Linked DNA regions of Mus musculus: all the other regions are linked to region 2. Evidence: chromatin contacts called from public Micro-C data. All regions are on one chromosome and are shown on one strand. Each heading gives the region's core, a stretch centred on a gene start, on an enhancer-like site or on the middle of the called end of the contact. The rest is flanking DNA. Distances are from core to core; before and after follow the strand shown. Region 1 has its middle 93 kb from the start of 7420700N18Rik. Region 2 has its middle 66 kb from the start of 7420700N18Rik. Region 3 has its middle 150 kb from the start of 7420700N18Rik.

Region 1 (4,061 bases), core at 615-3,114, 160 kb after region 2:
CAGTACAGGGGAACGCCAGGGCCAAAAAGGGGGAGTGGGTGGGCAGGGGAGTGGGGGTGGGTGGGTATGGGGGACTTTTGGTATAGCATTGGAAATGTAAATGAGTTAAATACCTAATAAAAAATGGAAAAAAAAATTGAACCTTTAAAAGAAAGTGAAGAAGAGGAGGTAATGTTCTGGGGAAATTCTTCTAAGACAATGCCCTCTCAACATCACTGTAGCACCAAGTGAGTCTGGAAGCCCTTTGATCTTTCCCTTACTCCCCCCACCCCATCCCAATACTCAATAGGCTAAGGCAGGAAGACTGTGATTTTCAAGCAATACGGAATACACAGTGACTTTGCTGTCTACCTAGATTGTGTGGCAAGACCCTGTCTCAAACCAAGAAAAATCTATGAAAGTATATCAATATAGTTATATATCATTTACTTCTCGGATGGATAGATTCATGTTTGGCTCGAATGTCAAAATTCTCCATAAATTTGTTCACAGATCAGTGGAAAGAGAGGCCCATTAGTTGTGCAAACTTTATATGCCTCAGTACAGGGGAACGACAGGGCCAAGAAGTGGGAGTGTGTGGGTGGGGGAGTGGGTGGGGGAGCGTGTGGGGGACTTTTGGGATAGCATTGGAAATGTAAATGAAATAAATACCCAATAAAAAAAAAGAAAAAAATTTGTTCAGTGTGCAATGCCTTTAGTTTCAGACTGAATAGGTTGTGGGTAACAATAATTATTGAATTTGACAACATAAAACAGTAATGGTGCATTCACGTTTGGTGAAACTCACTTGTTTGCACAAAATAACAGATCTTTGATTCTTTGAGTTACTTATTCTAGAAAGATCAATGAAAATCTGTTCACTGTGGAATACTCCATTGTTAGAAGGTTTGTGCTAAGTGGGGTCATATTTGCATGAGAGATAGAAGATCAGCTCAATGTATGCATGGCACTTGTGAAACCCGGCAAGATTTAAACATCTAAATTTTCATCTTGACACTAACACAGGCCTGAAGAATTTTCATATGAGTCATTTGTAGTCACAGAACAAACATTATATCCTCAATTTTATTATCAATAATTATTTTCTCTTTAAGTATTAGTCTTTTCTTAGAAGGTTTCTTCTTCTTTCTTACTTTTGCATAATTTATGAGTATTTCATCCCTACAGTTTCCTACTATGCCTGCTTAAATTATTAAGCAGATGAAATAGAAGTGTTTCAAATCTTTCTCTGCTAGAGACCTGGTTGGTTTTTTGTGTTAAGAACAAGGGAATATCCTAGCTTTCATATGTAGTACAGAGGATACACATTCCCCTCTACACACCAAACACAAGCCTAGGTTTATTGTCTCCTTCTCAGGCAGCAACTTCCTCCTTGAGTGACAAGAGCTATGTCCTGTATCCACCCCCAGGGCAGCTGTGTTGAGAAAGCCTGCCCTGTTGCTGTGCCTGAGACTCCTGACACCACTGATTGTTACCTTGACCCGATCCACCTTTCTCTATTCAGATAAGAATTAGCCCAGCTGGCAGAAAAATGGTGTGGGCAAAGGCATCCTTCTGGTACTTGTTTGTAGACGACCTTCTTAGGTCTTTTCAGATGATCCTGTTTTAGCAACACTTTGCTATGCTTAGTGAATCGCTTCATTTTAGGCACAGCTTTTCTCTGTGAAGGCTAGACATGGCACATAATTGCATTCCCATTGTCCTTTGCAGACAAATCTACATCACACCTCAGGTACCATCTGTCTGCAGCACAAGACTGAATCAGAAGTTCTGTGGACCCTGTAGATACCTGTTATGGACAGGAGAAACAGTTACACTAGCTCTCTAAAACACAGTGGCAGATGCTTTCAGTCTCCATATCCTGTGCCCGCAGTGCCAACTGCTGGAAGCTTTGGGCATGTGCTCACTCACAGTAGACAGAGCCATCCTCTGTGGACATGTCCTTGGCATTGTGTTGAAAGTCTTGGAGTCGTGCCCAATCATAGCAGGCAGTGCTATTCCCAGTAGACCAAGTCTACAACATCATTTCAGTTCTATAGCCCTCAGCATGTCCCAGGGCCCGATTGTCTGAATGTTCTAGAAGCAAAGGAATATCCTCTTGGTTTTTGAAAAAATTTTCAATTTTGACATATATTGAAACTGACATAAAATTTATAAGAATATACAAGAAATGTTTACGTACTCTTGTTTTAGATAAAAGTGTTCTTATACAGTCATTGCTTTTTATTATTTATTTTTGAAGAGTTCTTCTGGAAATAATTTTACACTCACATGGAAGTTGAAGAAATAGAACCTGTGCTGCCCCAGTAGTCACTGACATGGAAAGGTTGGAAAACAAAGTCCTTGCATACTCTTTCCAGCTTCCCCCAGTGACAACTTACAAAACCATGGCACAGTCATGAAACCTGGGACTGTAGTTTTGGTGTAGACCAAACTATGCCAAACTACCCATTGAGCTGAAGACCTTGTGTAGAGCTCATTAGTATTTACACACACATTTTAATGGATAGTTCCTAAAACAGTTTCTTTTCTATCAAAATATGTGTCAGAATACCAATGACCCCCATCTTCAGATACATAAGGCATCAGTGGGTTGAGGCATGGGGGCAGAAGAGTTGGGCCATGTACCAGTCAATCCATGATGTCCAGGTGCCTCTCAGTCCCAGTCGCATCCTCATGTCTGGCTTCCATGTGATGCTGCTAATGTAGGTGTATAACAGAAGAAGAAAGATGGCAAGAAACCCAAATGGAACCAGATCCCCATTCTGTCATTTATTCCTCCAGCTGGGGACAGAACTAAGGACATTCCAGCTTTGAGCCAAAGACAAGGATCAGAACCGCTCATTTTTTCAGGTCTCTGTCTCTCAAACTGCATGAACAGTTCTGATCTTTTGTCCTTATAATTCATTATCATATATGAATTTTTTAGTATATGCCTGCTACTATATATGTAGTTATTAAGGTATGTGACTAACTCTATATACCCAAGTCCAGAACTTATATGATTATGCTTCCAAAGTACTTAAGAGGAATAGAAAATCTGTGCCTGGTGGAACATGCCTTAATCTCCACACGTGAGAGGAAGGGGTTAGAGGATCGGGAATTCTGAGTCATCAAGTTCAGCCTGGGCTTTATGAGACTCTGTCTCAAAATAAAAATACTTTAGAGAAATAGTAATCATCTAGTTGTGATGAGAAGGCATCCTAGTCAGTGTTCTTTTGCTGTGAGGAGACACCATGACCATGACAATGCTTATAAAAGAAAGCATTTAATTGAGGCTGGCTTTCAGTGCCAGAGGTTTACTCCTTTTTTTATTTTTTAATCATGATGGAAGCATGGTACCATGCAGGTAGATACAGAGGTAGCTAAGAGTTCTACATTTAGATCCACTGGCAGGAGGAAGAGCAAGACTCTGGGCTTGGCTTGAACATTTGAAACCTCAGAGCCTACCCTCAGTGTAATACTTCCTCTAACAAGGCTATGGCTACTAATTCTGTCAAATAATACTGTTCCCTGGTGACCAAGCATGGGCCTATGGAAGCCATTCTTATTCAAACCACTAGAAAAGAATTAGAATTTACCAGAACTTTGTTGGGAAAAAAACAAAACAAAAAACAACCTCTTTTTTTTTGTTGTTTGTTTTTTTGTTTTTCAAGACAGGGTTTCTCTGTGCAGCCCTGGCTGTCCTGGAACTCACTTTGTAGACCAGGCTGGCCTCGAACTCAGAAATCCGCCTGCCCCTGTCTCCCAAGTGCTGGGATTAAAGGCATGCGCCACGACACCCAGCTAGCCAACCTCTTTATATCCTCATTTTGGAATAGGAAATAGGCATTTTTTCCCCTTCCTGAAAATGTGTAGCAGAATCATGAATGAATTTTTGAAGATGTGAACACCTCTACCCTACAGCAGGTTGGGGCTCCTACTTCTATTTCTTGGGACTGGGAGACATTTGTGCAATAATCCACTTACTATAAGGAATTTGTGTTGCACCGGGTATGCTAAAGAAGAATAAGAAGCAGCAGGTCAAAGCTTTAACAGCTTCATCTGACAAGATTCAGATA
Region 2 (4,038 bases), core at 398-2,897:
ACCACTCTAAAGAGGAAAGATCCATTTATAAAAATACCCACGGCCTATTATTGCATTGATGGCCGGCTAGGAACATATTAAATCTTGCCAGAGCGCTTCATTATGAGTTCTCATAATTCTTGGCTGTCCTTATTTGTTTAAGAGTGAAATGCAAGTCCAGAGAGCCACCCCTCTTCTCTGTGGCATTGTTTGCCACATGGGGGACTCGGAGTCGCATCGTGTGATGATTGAGAAAATAAGTCTGGCTTCCCCGTTGCCGTGTTAGAGAATTTGTCTCAGAAGTAGTAGTTGTGAGTCCAGCATTATAGTAACAAGAGGAGAAGTGGGAAAGAAGGGAGACATTTACTTTCTCAGCCCTAAATAAAGATATCAGAGTTTCTTGCAACAGACCTTGGAAAAAAATTTTTTTGTGGTACTTTGCTTTCTCAAAATGTGGTGGGACATCCCCAGTTCCCTTTGGACTCTCTAAGCATCTTGGGACATTGCAGGTGTTGCTTTTTCTTTCTTTTATAATAGAAAACTTCAATCAGTCAAGGGAAACACATAAGCTTCTCCATCATTCTTATTCTTACTTCTAATAATTTTTAAAGATTCATTTATTATTTCATGTATGTGAGTACACTGTTGCTGTCTTCAGACACACCAGAAGAGGGCATCACATTCCCATTACAGATGGTTGTGAGCCACCATGTGGTTGCTCCGTATCAAACTCAGGACCTCTGGAAGAGCAGTCAGTGCTCTTAACCGCTGAGCCATCTCCCTAGCTCTTTTCTTACTTCTAATTCCCAGGCCCATGACTCCTCAAAACAGGAGAAGGAATGAGTCAGTTGGGATATATACATTCAAATTCCTACACTGCAACTCACCTAGCCCAAATTCTGCCTCTACTCCATGTGGTATGGTTTTGGGAAGACAGAAGACAGTACTGTATATAATTCTCAGGTACAGAGCACACAGTTTAAAGGTCTTTGGAGAATATATTTTGGCATTATGACCAAGGGATTCACTAAGCATTCCATAAAATACACAGAAGTCATATGGAATACCAGAATAGGCGATATGCCAATGAGTGGGTCTTAAAATTTAAGTTAAGAAGAGCATGGAACTTTATTTTCTTCTTCTTCTGATGAACAGATGTTCTTCCAATGGCCACTCATTCCTCAGGAGATACCCTTCCCTTCCTCTCAAGCCTCTGCCATGTCATTCACTGGGATCTGCTATAAGGATCTGGCCAGCCTAAGCTCTAGATATGCTGTGGTAATTGGTAGATATGAAGCTGGTCAGAGAATGAAGAGCTGTGGCTTCTAGTTCTCCACTGAGAACAACTTTGGGCCAGATATAGTTTTTAACATCAGACATGTTTTCAATACTTGAGCTCGACAATACATATAGTATCCACGCCATGAAATATAACATCCACTCACCTTATGTTTCCTCCCTAGGCGTCTTTCTGAAGGTCACTCTCCATCACATTGGTGTGGAGCCACCTTCCTGTAGAGAACTTGGACACCTGCACACTTCTGCTTCCCACCTCTCCTTCTTCCATCCTCAGTCTAGAATTTGGAATAGGTGAACTTTAGGAAAAGCAGGAGAAAAGATTCCATCCACCCTGTGCTCTCAGTAGATTGAGTTGAAGGAGGATGTTCCAGGGCCCAGGGGAAATATTTTATTAACCTGGAATCACTGTAAGGTCATCAGGTATTGCCACAAGAGTAACCCTTTTCTCTATCAGTCTGTCCTGGAAATCCATCTCACCAAGAAACATGTGAACTGCCTTGAATGAGTTCATCAGCCTTGGGTCCACTTGGAGAGATAGGAGAGCGAACCTATCAGCTTTCCTGGAAAGGAGTAAAAGACTAAGTGAGAAGTTATTTATATTTCTGGCTGTCACCTGCAGCAGGCTGTTAAGATTGCCCCATTGAGTGGCCTCTGCTTATTAATAGAGGGAGTGAAGGTAGAAAAATGGAGTTAATGTTGCAATGAGACATGACATAGCCTCGCGTTTCCAGGATTGGCCTGAAATGAATTAAAGCCAAATTATACCAACAAATCTGTCATGCTGCCCTGAAAACAGGAAGTCTGGGCTGAGCCAACATTAGTCACGGCACACACTGGCAAACTCTACCAGATTGGGGAATGAGAAATGTGCTTCATCTGCAAAAATTAACTTTTGGAATTTGTAGAGTGTTTTCCATTACCCACTCTCGACTCTCCAAAGGCCAGTCATCAAATATGCTTGGCTTACTTCTGCTTCTGCAGCACCATTAAGTGTATGAATTTGTATGAGAAATGGAATCCCAGCTAGCTGTGTGCCCTTGGATAAATGACCTCATCTTTCTGGGCCTGGATTTCTTTTGAAAAATGAGGAGCTTGGCATCTCATGATGCTGGGGTTTTCCTTCAGCTTTGTTGGGGATTAGGAAAGAGTATAGCAGACATTGGTCACACGCCCACAAAATGCTCCATACTGTGCTGAGAAATGGAGAGAGAAAAGAAGGAAGATGTATTCCTTTAAAGAGTTTCCAATATATGCAGGGAGCCACATACTTAGAAAACATGTGTATCTCTCTGTGTGTTATTCTACACAGACATCTACATCATCACAGTAAAAGTCATTTAAAATAGTTGCAAAACCAGTCTTCCTCCTGTGCTATGATGGTATACAAGATACAAAGCTGAAGAAGAAAGGCCCTAAATATATCATATTGCATATTACATATTGTTCTCCAGTTTGCAAGGCCAGCAACCCTTCCCCATGAATTCTGAGGGGAGGAAGAGAAGTGTATGTGCTATGCCATTACCACTCTCCAGCCTCTTTCAGAAGAGGGGCCGAGGAAGGAAGGGGAGTCATCACTGAATGAGTAGTTAGTGCTCTTGGGGAGGAGTTATTGCTTCTCATCCCCCAAACCAAGACTGAGAGGATCTGAGAGAATGTCTTCCGAAGCCTGGAAGCTGCTTAAGGACCCGGAGAATGGTGTTCAAGGTATTGACTGAGTGAATGGTAGGCTCTCAACCTTCTAGAGTCACACAGACATCCTAGGGAGTGAATGTCTAAGGGATGTTGGAGGAATGTACTGGAATATTCCAGCAGTGTCACACGGTCCTGCAAGGCCCATGCTCTCACATGCTCTCTGAGTCCTGGAGGTATATTTGAACCCTAGGAATTTAGTTCTGAAGGTTTTTTTTTCTTTTGAAGAGAGAAAGATCACTGCTTGAGCACACTAGCAGACTTGAAACAGATTGTAGGACAAAGTGAGAAATAGATTCAGCAGCTTCTATGTTATCTAGTTCCCAAGAAGCCACACGTAGAATGTGGTAAGGAAAGACTCATTACTCTTAGTTCATGAACACCACCAGGGATGCAGTCACTGTGGGTCCACCTTGGAAGACAATGTACCTAACGGCACATTGACTAACCTATACTCTAGGTCTTGGAGGTGTGACTGTGGTGTGAACAGATGGTGGGAGCCCCTTTGGGAGAGGCTCTCGGTTGTAGAGGGTGTTGGGGTTGAAGTTGATTTTCTCTGAAAATACACTATTCACACTATCAGCTGGAAGCCTTCAGACTTTGTTGGAACTGGAGGGAACTACAATAAGTCCAGTAATAGCCTACTAGGGTTATAGTTGGTTTGTCCCTTAAAGGTTCGTGTGCTATAAGCTCGACCTCAATAGAATGGCACTGAAACTTGGGTGAGGCCTGGAGGGAAAGGATCAGATCATGAGAATCTATATTTTTGTTTGAATCAGTGGATTTTTTTTTAAGACACAGTTTAGTTACTAAGAAAGCAGATTGCAGTAGTAAGATCAAACTGGCCCCTTCTCTCTCTCCTTGGCTGCTTGTCTCAGTAGATGATCTTCTTTTTTCACGCGTGCTATGATTTCATCTGCCATGTTGTAAAGAAGCCAAAGGGGTCTTTACCTAAGCCCAAATTGATAAGTCTTAGCCTTCGAGACTCTGAATGAAACAGTCTTCTCTATAAAGTACCCAGCCTTGGGTGTTTTGTTTTAGCAACACAAAGCCATGCAAAGAAATTCTGCT
Region 3 (3,700 bases), core at 565-3,064, 220 kb after region 2:
TTCCTTGGTTATTCTGGGTTTCACCTGACTCTTACAGATGAAGGATCTATGCAATCCACTGATCCCTCCAGCCAACTCTAATATTGACAGTGATATAGGCCATGAGTTAACTCCACTGATACCGTAAGTCTTTATATATAATATTGGAAAGATCTGGAAGTTTTGTCTGTCAGGCCTCTAGTTCATAGCTAGTACCAGATCACAAGTCATCAGGGTTGGCTCTGACCTTCAAGGCAAAGCCCATGTGTCAGTTATCCTCCTCTGTTCCCCAGTAGAAGGAATTTTGCTTCCTCTGCTGCCTGAGAGAAAGGGTCCCGGAAGCAGTCCCCAGGATATCTGCCTAATCAGGTTCCAGAGACGTTGTCCATAGTCACTGTACAAGAGGCAGGGGACATGGGTCTCTGCTTGGCACTCACTGTAGCAGGCCAGATCCTGGAATTCAAGTGTAAGGTCTAGATTTAATTCCTTTTTCATCCCTAAAGCAGGAGACATCTTCTATCACATCATATTGCTTATAGCTGGAAAAAGGATAACATGGGCAACCCCTTCTTTGATGCAGTTTCCTTCTTTGCTGTACTCATTGAACCCAGGCAATGTGTTCTCTACTTGGTCATTTGGTGGCCAATTAGCTGCTTAGATCTGGGTTTCAGTGAGGCGATGATTACTGGAGGATCTGCCTCAATTGTCCCATTGCTAATTAGTATTTATTAAGCATATTGCTTTCTAAAACATGTCCTTGCTTAGAAAAACAGAGTTCATATTCTCATGTCTCTCGGTCTCACAAAAGTGCAGAAAATAATTTAAAAGTTAATAAGGTAATAACCATAATTTATGTATTACTCTAGGTGAGACACATGTCCTGAATAATGAGAATATCAATTAAGAAGCAACAAAGAAATTGAACCAAGTTTGGCATGTAAATGAAGGTTTATTTAAGAGAGCATTTCAAATATATTGTTGGAAATATTTCTGACTCATTTTCAGTTTTCATAACATTTAACTTTAAAATTGCATGTGCTTAGGTAACAGGCATATATATATGATATATATATATGATAGTCATCTTAATAGATCATAAGAGCCATTCAATAAAATTCAACTCTTACTCATAAAACCTGTGTATTTCTGATTTGCCTTATTTGTAAATATTTTCAGCTATTTCTAATTACTTTTTCTTTTTTCTTTTTCCTACTTCATAGAGCATTATTTATATATATACACACATACATATATATTTATATATATTTCTATCTACTGTATAAGCTCTTAATGTTTACAGGTTTTTCAGGTTACTTTTGTCCAATAATCATTATGTCTATTAAGTCTATGTGTTCTTTAACGATCTATTTTCTTATATTCTTGTGTGTGTGTGTGTGTGTGTGTGTGTGTGTGAATGGGTACAGATCTAAGTGCTTGTGGAGGTCAGGAAAGGCCTGGGATGCCCTGGTGCTGGACAATCACTTGACTTGGATGTTGTGATCCAATTCCATGTCTTATGCAGTACAGCAAGCATTCTTAACCATTTTACCATCTGTCCAGCACAGTAAATCTATATCATATCAGAATGCAGGTACGTGGGCTGAATTAATGGTGATAATGGCAGAAATGCGCTCCATCTTACTGGAAGTAATTTGATGACATCACGGGGCTTTATAATTACGGCAGTGTTCTTGTCTACATGCTTATGACGTCATCATTTTGCTGCCTACTCAAAAAACAAGTGTTGAATTTTAGGACGTGTTTCCTAGCATCTGTTGAGATACACATACTGAAGTTGTGAGTCACATTAACATGTGAGCGTATGTTCAGTCATCTGTGCCTTTGAGAGAAGCTCTCCTACCTCACGAGGTATCACTACCAGTCTGTGGACAGCCAAGGCCAGGACTTTTACCTTTGAGAAACCATGGCTGAGTTTGGGCATTCTGCAGGTTCTTGGCTGACAGTGCCATTGTGTTCTCATTAACCTTAATTCTCCCATAGAGAGCATGATGGCACTTCTCTACCATCACAAAGTAGCTATAAAAGACTTCTATATAAAACCATGGTGATCAGAGAACCAACGAACACGAACATTGCACATTGGATTCCTACTTTGTAACTTCCTAACAGCATTGGTGACACCATTGAACAGATGAGGAACCAGAAGTACTTGATGCTGTGTGTTTCTTTCCCTTAGGATGGTATCAATGTTAGAAATGCTACATAGACTTGTCAGAGAGTTTAGGGATCCTAACCCATCCTTCTAAATGAAGCCATTGTCCAGATTAAAGAGCATATTGATGATTAGAAAATTAAAATGGCTGGGGGTGGGGGGCAGGGGGTGGTATTTTAAAGATTGTCCACTAGATGGCATTATGAGCCTATCAGAATTATTTTAACTGAATATTTAGTCACCAGTTAAATACTAGTTAACTAAAGAAAGATGTTAGTGAATGGCCATCACTAAAAAGAACACCATCAAGAAAGTTGCTAATCCCATTTGTTCGGGTACATGTTAAATGTAGCAACAAGTGCAACAATTATGCTAAAAGGAAGCAACAAAAAACCCTATTTAAGGACAGCCTTGAAAGCAATCCCTCCTGTAAGCATGGTAAGTGTCGAACTCTAGCAAAAGAACAAGGTCTTACAATAAAATGTCAATCATGTTTTACATAAATAACTAAAAATCCTTTTTACCAAACTGAATTACACAACGTCTTCATGAGTGACTCCAGGAGAACTTAAATGCACGTGTCAACAAGCAGGATTAAGCGTGGCTTTGAAAGGAGGTTGGATAGGATGGCAATGACAAAATCATTTTGGGTTTAAATGACAGTTTTCTTATTCGGTTGTCTTTTGGGGGCGACTGTTGGAGGCAAAAATACTTGCATACAATTTAGGAAGTAAGAATAAACTCATTTGCTTTTGATTCTTATGACATAAACTAACTCATCTTGGACCCCAGACATGCTGATGCTTTCATGAGGGCCGTGTTTACCCACCTTCAACAGTTTTCAACCAGTTCTATTTTCCTTCCAATAACATAATTTATCCTAACATTTCTCTTCCTATTTCCTTCAGTTTTGCTCATTCCTATGGTATTAATGGTTCAACATATGGTTCAACTTAAAGTTTTGTGCTTTATGGTCATGCTAAAGGGATTAGTCGTTCAGGGAAATTATACTTTGAATTTTGACCTTTTCCTGGGCTTGTAATATATTCTTTGATACCCTTGTCTTGGGCAACAGCAGTGAGCTACAGTCAGCCATGCCATCCTGAGGGTAAGCTATCAATATTCCACCATGAATTGTGTTGCTTTCCTAAGAATGCATGGTTGAAGTGTTACCTGCATCGTTGAGCTCATAATAGTCTTAATAGGAGAATCTTCCATGTAAGTCAAACATCTGTATATGAAAGAATGATATTATCCTTTATTTATTTTCTTGAGAAAGACGGTACCTAGGTGAGCACCTCACATAGTCATTCTTTTTAGATTCTGGTTATCACAGATTTGAAATGATTTACAGCACAATAGCTTTCAAAGGAATCGCTTCACAAGTGTGAAATAGACTTTCCATTAGTAATTATTTAATGATTTTTCTAAATATGTGTCTGATAAAGAAAAAAAAATTACTTTCAAATGGCCAGTAAGTCTTGGGAAAGAAGAAGAAAAAAAACCAAAACCTCAAGCCATAACATATCTTAATCTCATCCAAAGTAA

Evidence for each region. A called contact is a pair of places that touch in the nucleus more often than the background predicts.
Region 1: a Micro-C map of the HL-1 cell line shows a contact between it and region 2, with 10 times the contacts expected there. The contact joins two enhancer-like sites. A contact is called at or near these places in 26 of 484 Hi-C or Micro-C datasets (3T3-L1-derived adipocytes, the AML12 cell line, the HL-1 cell line and 14 more) and 4 of 115 datasets of contacts at active chromatin or transcription factors (astrocytes, a beta-TC-6 cell line, embryonic stem cells and 1 more).
Region 3: a Micro-C map of embryonic fibroblasts shows a contact between it and region 2, with 12 times the contacts expected there. The contact joins two enhancer-like sites. A contact is called at or near these places in 2 of 39 promoter capture datasets (the 3T3-L1 cell line and hippocampal neurons), 36 of 484 Hi-C or Micro-C datasets (the 3T3-L1 cell line, the AML12 cell line, the C2C12 cell line and 21 more) and 3 of 115 datasets of contacts at active chromatin or transcription factors (embryonic stem cells, extraembryonic endoderm stem cells and vascular smooth muscle cells).

The regions. Positions count from the first base shown.
Region 1 is chr8:31,458,632-31,462,692 of GRCm38.p6, forward strand. No RefSeq gene overlaps it. Among named protein-coding and RNA genes, the nearest start is that of 7420700N18Rik, 93 kb to the left of the region's middle. Within about 2 kb of position 1,865, at least 8 of the 459 cell types and tissues checked have an H3K27ac peak or open chromatin away from gene starts, as enhancers often do. A contact at or near this core is called in the HL-1 cell line, where this site is marked.
Region 2 is chr8:31,299,289-31,303,326 of GRCm38.p6, forward strand. No RefSeq gene overlaps it. Among named protein-coding and RNA genes, the nearest start is that of 7420700N18Rik, 66 kb to the right of the region's middle. Within about 2 kb of position 1,648, at least 34 of the 459 cell types and tissues checked have an H3K27ac peak or open chromatin away from gene starts, as enhancers often do. A contact at or near this core is called in the HL-1 cell line and embryonic fibroblasts, where this site is marked.
Region 3 is chr8:31,516,742-31,520,441 of GRCm38.p6, forward strand. No RefSeq gene overlaps it. Among named protein-coding and RNA genes, the nearest start is that of 7420700N18Rik, 150 kb to the left of the region's middle. Within about 2 kb of position 1,815, at least 12 of the 459 cell types and tissues checked have an H3K27ac peak or open chromatin away from gene starts, as enhancers often do. A contact at or near this core is called in the HL-1 cell line and embryonic fibroblasts, where this site is marked.